2 separate regions of the Cricetulus griseus genome follow, and region 1 is linked to region 2. Evidence: chromatin contacts called from public Micro-C data. All regions are on one chromosome and are shown on one strand. The core of a region is the stretch at or near the end of the contact, and the rest is flanking DNA. Distances in the headings are between cores, read along the strand shown. Region 1 has its middle 18 kb from the start of Krt80. Region 2 overlaps Krt80 (keratin, type II cytoskeletal 80).

The links. A called contact is a pair of places that touch in the nucleus more often than the background predicts.
Region 1: a Micro-C map of the CHO-K1 cell line shows a contact between it and region 2, with 2.3 times the contacts expected there. The contact joins two enhancer-like sites. A contact is called at or near these places in 3 of 8 Hi-C or Micro-C datasets (the CHL-YN cell line, the CHO-K1 cell line and fibroblasts).

The regions. Positions count from the first base shown.
Region 1 is chr2:397,822,898-397,827,010 of CriGri-PICRH-1.0, reverse strand. No RefSeq gene overlaps it. Among named protein-coding and RNA genes, the nearest start is that of Krt80, 18 kb to the right of the region's middle. Within about 2 kb of position 1,565, at least 3 of the 6 cell types and tissues checked have open chromatin away from gene starts, as enhancers often do. A contact at or near this core is called in the CHO-K1 cell line and fibroblasts, where this site is marked.
Region 2 is chr2:397,789,468-397,794,028 of CriGri-PICRH-1.0, reverse strand. It overlaps Krt80 (keratin, type II cytoskeletal 80), which reads left to right. Exons shown (of 9, transcript XM_035440896.1): 5 at 3,252-3,416; 6 at 3,797-3,922; 7 at 4,450-4,561. Among named protein-coding and RNA genes, the nearest start is that of Krt80, 15 kb to the left of the region's middle. Within about 2 kb of position 2,343, at least 4 of the 6 cell types and tissues checked have open chromatin away from gene starts, as enhancers often do. A contact at or near this core is called in the CHO-K1 cell line and fibroblasts, where this site is marked.

The sequences.
Region 1 (4,113 bases), core at 316-2,815, 34 kb before region 2:
CATATTTTGTAAAACTTAACATTTCATTTTTCTCTGGGGTAGTTTTACAGAAAGGAAAAATAGACTGGCCTGGCAGTATAGATCACAGTGTCACACCCAGAAAGCTAAGACAGAAAGATCGATAGTTCAAGGCCAGCCTGGGCTACATAGTGAGCCCCACCACCCACCACCCACCCCACCTCAGACATACAAGGATGGTAAAGAACTAAATGTCTGTCAAGGTGTATCTGTGTCTGTGAGCTGCTATCCACAGGCCTGAGCAAATTCAACATCATGCCTCCCCATGTGTCTGCTACCTCCCAGTGCCTGTCAAGGGCCAATCCATAGAGGATATCCAGTGGATGAATATTTCTCCGTGGGCTGATTTGTCTTTTGTTTTGTTGGGGAAGGAAGCTTCTGAAGTTTCCATTTGTTTGTGTGTGGTTTTTGTTGTTGTTGTTGTTGTTGTTTTAGACTGAGACCAGACCAGCCTCAAACCCTATATGTAGCCTATATGGGCTTCAAACTCCTGCCTTGGCCTGTCCAGTGCTATGACTGCAGTAACGAATCACTCCCACCATCTTGTTTTTCTAATGGTTTTGTTCTATTCTGGTCTGCTGTTTTGTTTTGTTCTGTTTTTGTTGTTGTTGTTTTCAAGACAGGGTCTCACTGTATAATCCGAGCTGGCCTGGAGCTCACAGTCCTCCTGCGTTAGCCCCAGAGTCCCGGATTACAGGCGTGAGCCACCACACCCTGCCTGTACGTTCCTGTGTAGGCGTGTGCTCAGTGCTTTTGTCTGCATGCCTGGAAGGCAAAGGGAGGCCTGTCACCATCCCTCATCCTACCTTGTTCAGCCTACACAGGCCTCTCCAAGACACTTGATAGAAGAAGTAGGATCATTCACTCTGTGGATGTCCGAAAAGACAAGGCTGGATAACACTGGAAGAACTGACCAGCTCTTGGCCTCATACAAACCATGGCTCCTAGGATGAGAAGCCATGCACTAAAGAGATATAGAAGAGAGGCTAAAACAGCAGGCACTGCTGGGTACAGAGACTGGGCCACCAGCCCCCCTCAGGCACTGTCCATTGTACTGAACAGGCCTGGTTTACTGCAATGACTTACTCCCTATCAGAGGGGAGTGATTAGAAGAAATGGTTAACAGGAATGCCCTCCCTACAAATGTTCACCAAACCCAGGGATATGCATCTGGGTCCTGATGGGATGTACTAACCTAGATAAAGGATGGAGCACTAGGGGAACGAGGCAAGGGTGCCCCAGGACAAGTCCTGGAACTCTGATGCCAGTGAGAGAGGGTCTTCAGGCTGAACCAGCCCAGGGATAAAACAGCAGCTGTCACAGGGAAGCCTTTGGGATTGTAAAGCCTTTTGCCAGCTCTTCTGTCTGAAAACCATGTGCATATCACAGAGCCTGTGTCAGTCCATCCTGAACCCTCACTAATGGGGTACTCAGGGATCCAGGAACTGGCAATGGGCATCACGATATGACGACAGCCAGGCATGTATCTGTTCCAGCCTGGGTCTAGCATCTGACCCAAGTGTGACCTCCCTCCTCCCTAACTTGAGCTGACTCATGCTTCCAGAATGGGAGCCTGGGTGTTCTGGCTACCCAGCCACAACTGACTCACATCTCATCTCAGGGATGCTGGGGAAAGGGTTTGTGGCAACTGCCAGCTCTCAAGAAAGACCCACTTATCACTTCCTGAAAACTTCCTATGTGCCACACACCAGGCACGTGGCCACGTTTCCCATGGATAATGACCCTAGGGAGGTGAGTGGAAGATGGGAGGCATCTTCCCTTTTTTAGAAAAAAAAGGAAAGTGAAGACCAAAGAGGACCACCTACAGAAAGCCCACTCAGCTCTCCTGAAGAAGCCAGGCCTAGCTGCAGAATTGGGCATCTGGCAGCAGACTTCATGATAAGATTCTTGTAGCCCCAGCTCAGCCACTGGGTGGGGCTAGCATAGTCCAAAGCACAGGCTGCACCCAGAAGGTGCTTCACAGGGAAGTGTCCTTGCATTCCTTGGCCCCAGCCCTGCTGGGGTGGTGGGTGGGTGGGTGGGAGAGGCGTGGGGGCAACCTAGCTCTTCTCATTCCTGTGGTTTTAGGTGGCCACTGAGTCAGAATTAAGTGACTGGGGACTCGTGATGTCCTAAGCCAATCTGGCATTTCTTTAAAAGCTTAAAAATATCTAAGTGCTTACCACTTCATCAGCCCTGCCCCAGAACCAGAAAGGCACACACTGCTTCCCCTAACCCTCCTCACAGCCTTCAAGTGTCCTCAGGGCAACAAAGGCCTTCTTAGGGGCTTATCTCACTCACGAGCATTGTGAAAACACAGGTGTGCACATCTGCCTAACTCAGGCAAGCAGCTAGGCCCTCACAGGTATGTGCCACAGGCACCCAGTACAAGCCCTCACTATCCTCAGCCCTCGGGTACCCATGGGTCTCCAAGTTGCTCCAGTGCCCCTAAGTCCCCAGGCTACAGTCAGACACAGAAGCCTAGGGTGAATTCCAGCAGGAAACACTCAGATCACACACACACACACACACACACACACACACACACACACACACACACACCAGACACGTGCAAGCCCAAGGGTTCACACACTAGTGCATACTGCAAGCCACACATGCCATTTGAGACCTTCAGAATTCTGGAGTTAGAATAGAAGCAGGAAGGGGGCCCAGCTGCCCAGAAGTTGCAATCCCCAACCTCACCTCTAGGAGTCACTGTCAAGTTCTCTGCCCTAGGCCTGGACTCTCTAAGACAGGAAGGATGAAGGCAACCTGAGGAACTCCCCCTCAACCCTACCAGAGAACCAGGTGGGCAGCAGGTGGCACCACTTGGCTGAAGATTAGGACCCAGCCATCCTTGAGGCAGCAGGAGAAGGACATGCTGGTAACCTGGATGCCTGCAGGATATGGGATAATCGCCTACCCCGGCAGGCAGCTTGAACTCAGGGAGACTGAAACCCAGGAGGAGATGAAAGAACTGGAGGAGGCAGGAAAGGGAAGAAGAGAACGTTCAAAGATGGCTGGGAAAGAGAGATGAGAAAGAAGCTGGAGAGGAGTGGTGGTGAGGGGGTGAAGAGAAAGGTGAAGAGAAGGACTAGACAGACACAGAGCAAGGCAGAAAATCAGGGGAAAGGGAGCACGTAGGCATACATCACCATCAGCCATAGCCCCTTGTCCTGCCAACCCATCCCCCAGTCAGTACAGACAGAGCCTGCCCATGCTTCCCCGGCCCCTCCTTTCTCCAGACCAAAGCCTGGATTGGAGGATGCTGCAGGCAAGCAGAGTTCACCACCTTACATGCGAGCAGGGTGTGGGGAACCTGTAATAGAACCTGCTAGAGCTGGAACTCAGAAGCAGGGACCCCACAGCATGCACAGGGGAAGGCTAGTTTTCTCCTTCTCTAGGGCTGGCAGAACCCCCTCCAGTGACCTCTGCTGGCTAAAATGTTCCAGACCAAAGGGGTTAAACTACCTCAGCCCCTTAGTTTAAGTTAGCCATCAGCCTACTACTCAGACAGGAACTACTTCCAGTAAGCCCTGAGTGACAGGCAAAGGTGGCCCAGAAGAGGCAGAGGCCTCTGAGTGGTACTGGAGGGTAATTGCCTGCCTGTATACCCCCATCCAGAGGTGAAAAGAGAGTAAGAAGCCTGAGACAGGTCCAAACGTCTTTGTTGGCTAAACTCCTGTCTTGGTGTGTGTGAAGACAAAGCTGGATAACAGTGAGAAGCCACAGAGCCTACACAGAAAGTGAGGCCCATCATTAGGCTTAAGCAGTGACCCTGTCTTCCTTGTCCTTTCTATCCTAGGGCCCAGGGAGGGTCTGAGAGACCTCCTGGTGTGAAGAGAGAAGCTGTGGGACAGGCTTGTTTGTCATGGCTTCATTCCTACAATTCCCTGTCCCTCCAGCACCCAAGCACTCCCAGAGGTTGGGAGAGGCAGCACTGTGAGACAGATCAGTCCTAAAAAGGAGTTGCTGAGGGAGCAACTGAGCCCATTTGGCCCCTGTGCCTCAGTGTCCCCCTCTATCAGAATCACTGGTACCAAAGCCTCCATCCTATGCAAGTAGGCAGGCCTCACTCTCCTCACTCCACCCCCA
Region 2 (4,561 bases), core at 1,094-3,593:
GGAAGGTATAAGCCACACAGCTTCCTCTCACGACAAGAGAGCACAGTGGATTGTGGCTAGCCCACAGAGGACTGGACACTTGAATTTCAACTGTGGGTCCGATCAGAAAAGCCTAGAAGTATAGATCTATATCCTATTGATGTCCCAGCAAAAAGGGAGTCCCCTCCCCTCTCCAGCATCAGGAAACACATAGCTAGATGCCTACAAGCCCCTTCCCACATGGTTGGATGGTTCCCACTGACTAGATCTACAGTCTGCATGGAACGTGCATGCATCCAGCCTGAACATTGACTGCCACACCCAGAAGCCCTGCTCAGAGTGCTCATGAAAACTCTGTGGATTTGGGTAACAATCAATGAGTACAGATTTTAGAGCAGCCCAGATTTAACATCTGGCTCGGTAACTCTGGGAACCAGAGCAGGTTGTTTCAATCTCCCTGTCTATAAAATATAAAGAAGAATACTGCACTGTGCTGGCCTCTGAGTGTGTGTGTGTGTGTGTGTGTGTGTGTGTGTGTGTGTGTGTGTGTGTGTGTGTGTGTGTGTGTGCATGCATGCACGTCGTTGTATGACTATGGAGGTTAGATGATAACCTCTGGGAGAAACCTCACCTTTCACCTTGTTAAGACAGGCTCTCCACTTTGTTGTTCAAAGCTGAGTATGATGGTCTAGCTGGCCCTCCATCATCCAGTGACACTTTTGTCTCTGTCTCCCATCCCTTAGCAGCAGGAGGACTAGGTGTCCAGCTTTACATGGGTTCTGGAGATTTGAACTCAAGTCCCTGTGCTTGCCTAGCAAGTGCTTTGCTCACTTAGCTGCCTCCCCAGCCCTGAAATTAGTTCCTAATAGACCTTAAACCACTTAGGATAATGTCTGCCATGAAGTAAACATTTAAAAAGCGTTAGCTGTTCTTAGTTCTGACTTTGCACTCACTTTACAGATGGAGCCTCAAATGGGTTTTAAAACTTGATCAGAGTTATCTAAGGAATCCAAGGTGGTGGCATACAGAATACAGTGCCTTTAAGAGCAACTTTACCAAGCAACTCCCATCACCCCCATGGAGAATACTGTAAGGTAGATAGACACACAGCAGCCTCCTCCAACTCCAGCTCCCTAGGGAAACTCCAAACTGTACTATGGTGCAATTCTTGCCAACTTGGGGTGTCAGGGGCCCACCCCAAGGTGGCACCTCACCACACAAGTGAGCTTTGTTATACCCTCGTTCCTGGAGGAGCCAGCATGTCTGGACAGGCATGCAGTTGTTCTGAACACCACTTCCTGCTTCTGTTTATCTCACTCCTGCCTCTCCGGCTTCTTTGTAGCAAGGGTCTGATGTGGTGCATCCATGTTGGCTATCCTGTCCTTTGTGGCATCTTCTGGCCATATCTCTGGGCTTTCCTGGGCCAGATGCCAACTTAGACCTGGCCTGGGCGGTACGGGGCTCAATCCCGGATCCGTATTCACTGATTTCCACAGACTGACCAGAAGGGGATCCCCAGAACCACATCTCTAAAACTGCCCTAGCAGGTGCCCATTTACAGTGTGCAATGTTGGTGTGTCTGTGGTGACCACTGGCCTGATTCCAGTCAGGGCTCCAGGCTGCCTTTGCCCAGAGACTTACAGTCAGTTCACCTGAAGATCAATCAAAGATACCCACAGCTACTAGTCCCTGAGTTTGGTCCTGCCAGCTCGAGAGGGCCTCCGGAATGCTTGCAGCACCCGAGCTTCCTTTTCTAAGAATTGCTAGTGGGCGACGCTGCAGACAAGCAAATGAGAAAGGCTTCCTCTGCTGTCCATAAGGTCCATCTGAATCTTCACGATCAAGTACAAGCCACTAGAAAGAAGTTCCAGCCCCTACCAGGGGCTCCACACAACCTCTCTAGACATAAAGATGAATGGGGGAGGGGTGTCCCAAAAGTGATGTACCACGGCCAGGGTGAGTGGCCATGAGTGAACCAGCTGAACTAGGACCTAAGCAAGCTTCTAGATCCAAGTGCCAGCTCACTGAAGCCTGGGACAAACTGAAGGCTATGTTGCACATCAGCACAGGAAAAAATTCAGACCCTGGGGGACTATGCATTTTAATAAGAAAAACGTTAAAGAAAAAAATGGAGTGGACAACTGAAGACTTCTAGTGGTACGCATCCCCTCACCCGGTTTGGATCCTGTCTCTGGAGTTTCAAAAGGGAATGAGGCTGTCAGCAGCCAGAAACACGGGCAGGAGAGTGGTGATGAAAACAGAGACAGGGGTCTGCGAATGCCAGAGGAGATGACGGTCCAGGCCCTACAGCCACAGAGTGAGCCACAGCCACCTCTCCCTGGCTCCCTGCCTGTCCCTCTGTGGCCTGCTGACTCATCTCTCTCTGAGGAGTGCTGGCAGCCACACTCACAGTCTGCTCCTCCTCCCACCCGAGGCCCCACAAAGCCTGGATTATTGTTTAGCACCTCCAGAGGAAGCAGCCCAGGCTTGTGGCAACACTTTGCAGCCCCTGAGAGACCCTTGTTACCACTTGTCTCTCTATTTAGCCCTAAGCCTTCCCACAGGAAAATCAGCTAGGACAGTGGAAAGTCAGCCTGGTGCTACAAACACAGCTAGACTTCTTAGTTCCTCGGTGCTCCAAGGTGACACAGAGCACAGTTAGGTAGATCCCTGCTCCTGCTGAGGGTGCCTCTGCCACCCCCTATGATCAGGGAAGGATAAACTATGGGGACAAGCACACTAGATTGTACTGTGACAAGCACACCATGCTACACTGTCAGGCCTGGAGTGCGAGGGAGGGACTGACTACTGTCAGTGGGTCCTGGAGACAGATGACTCTGATAGCAGAGTTGCATCTGAATCCAGAGCTTTTCAAACCCATTTTCCCAAGGATTCACCAGCCTCTAGCCCCACCCTGGATAGCATCATTCTCCATTCTCTCTGGTCCCATCCAGTGAATGTGTATGTCCCATCAAGGGCCCACAGCTCAAGGTGACCCTGCCAGGCTCTTGGGGCTCTCTATCCAATAGGGAAGCAGAGGCCAAGATACAGTGGAGGGGCTTGCCCCCCACTCCACCTCAACACCAGCCAGGAGTAGAGGTCCCAGCCTGGGTATCAAAGTCAGAGAGGGCAGTAAGCACCACCTAACTTCCTGGGAATTCGCAGCTGGGAGCATAGTCTCCACCTCCTGAGGGGACAAAGGGACTGTGGGTAGCTGACAGACCTTAAGTCCTCCCCCACTAACCCTGAGCCTCTCACTTAATGTGCTGCAGGAGCTGAAAGACCTTACCGCCCAAGTGAAGGATGTGTCGGTGACCGTGGGCCTGGACAGCCGCTGCCACATTGACCTGAGTGGCATTGTGGAGGAGGTGAAGGCCCAGTATGATGCCATTGCTGCTCGAAGCCTGGAGGAGGCTGAGGCCTATTCACGGAGCCAGGTTAGGAACTGACTATGTAGGGAGAGACAGGAAGGACTAGAAAGGAGTTGGCTGAGGCCTTGTGGCTCTGGGAGTAGTGGGGAGCACATGCAGGGAGGATTGCAGCCTTCAGCCCACAGGCAGCATGGAAAATGTGAGAGCCAGAAACCTGCAGGGCTCCAGGGACAGCAGGCAGGGGGTGCTTCCCTGAGGGTCACAGTATTACCATCATACCAGCCAGGTGTGGGTATAGCTTACCCAGGGCAGCCAGGAGGAAGCCACCAGGGGAACACATAGGGCTGCAGAGGGAGGTGGGAATGGACAGTAGAGATGAGGCTGGGAGGGATGGTGAGGGGCTGCGTCAGACCACACTTCACCATCCCTCTTCCACACCCCTGCAGCTAGAGGAGCGAGCTGCTCGCTCAGCAGAGTTCGGGAGCAGCCTCCAAAGCAGCCGCTGTGAGATCGCAGACCTCAACGTGCGCATCCAGAAACTGCGGTCTCAGATCCTCTCCATCAAGAGCCATGTGAGAAAGCACCTGAAGGCCTATGGAGACTTAGGGGCTAGGGGGCACTCACACTCAGTCACACTGAATACACACAAGACCTGGCCAAGTGGCCCTGAGCAGGTCTATCCGTGCCCTCTGGCCTCAAAGTCGAGAGGACCGTGGCCTGCTATGGTGGCTGTGAGGATTGTGTGAATTCTTCACAGAAACACTCTCTGTAAAGTTCCCAGAGCAACTGTAACATCAGAAAGTCCCTACCATGCTTGACCAGGCCCTTGCCCCTTTTCCAAGCCCCATCAATCATACAGCAAGGGAGGGATGAGGCCTAAATCTCAGTTTCCAACAGGGACTCCTTTGAGTGGCTTGTGGGACTTCCCTGCTCCGCGGGTCTAAGCCAGCTCCCTCTTAGTGCCTGGCAGCCCATTACCACACCTGGAAAATGGTGCTTCTTAGTTACACACTCTCAGACAGCGGCAACCTCAGGCCTGGCCCACAGCCTGTCCCAACCACTGTCTCCCTCCTCCTTCCCTTTGGCCTCCTGGTTGCAGTGCCTGAAACTGGAGGAGAACATCAAGGTGGCTGAGGAGCAAGGCGAGCTAGCCTTCCAAGACGCCAAGGACAAGCTGGCCCAGCTGGAAGCTGCTCTGCAGAAGGCCAAAC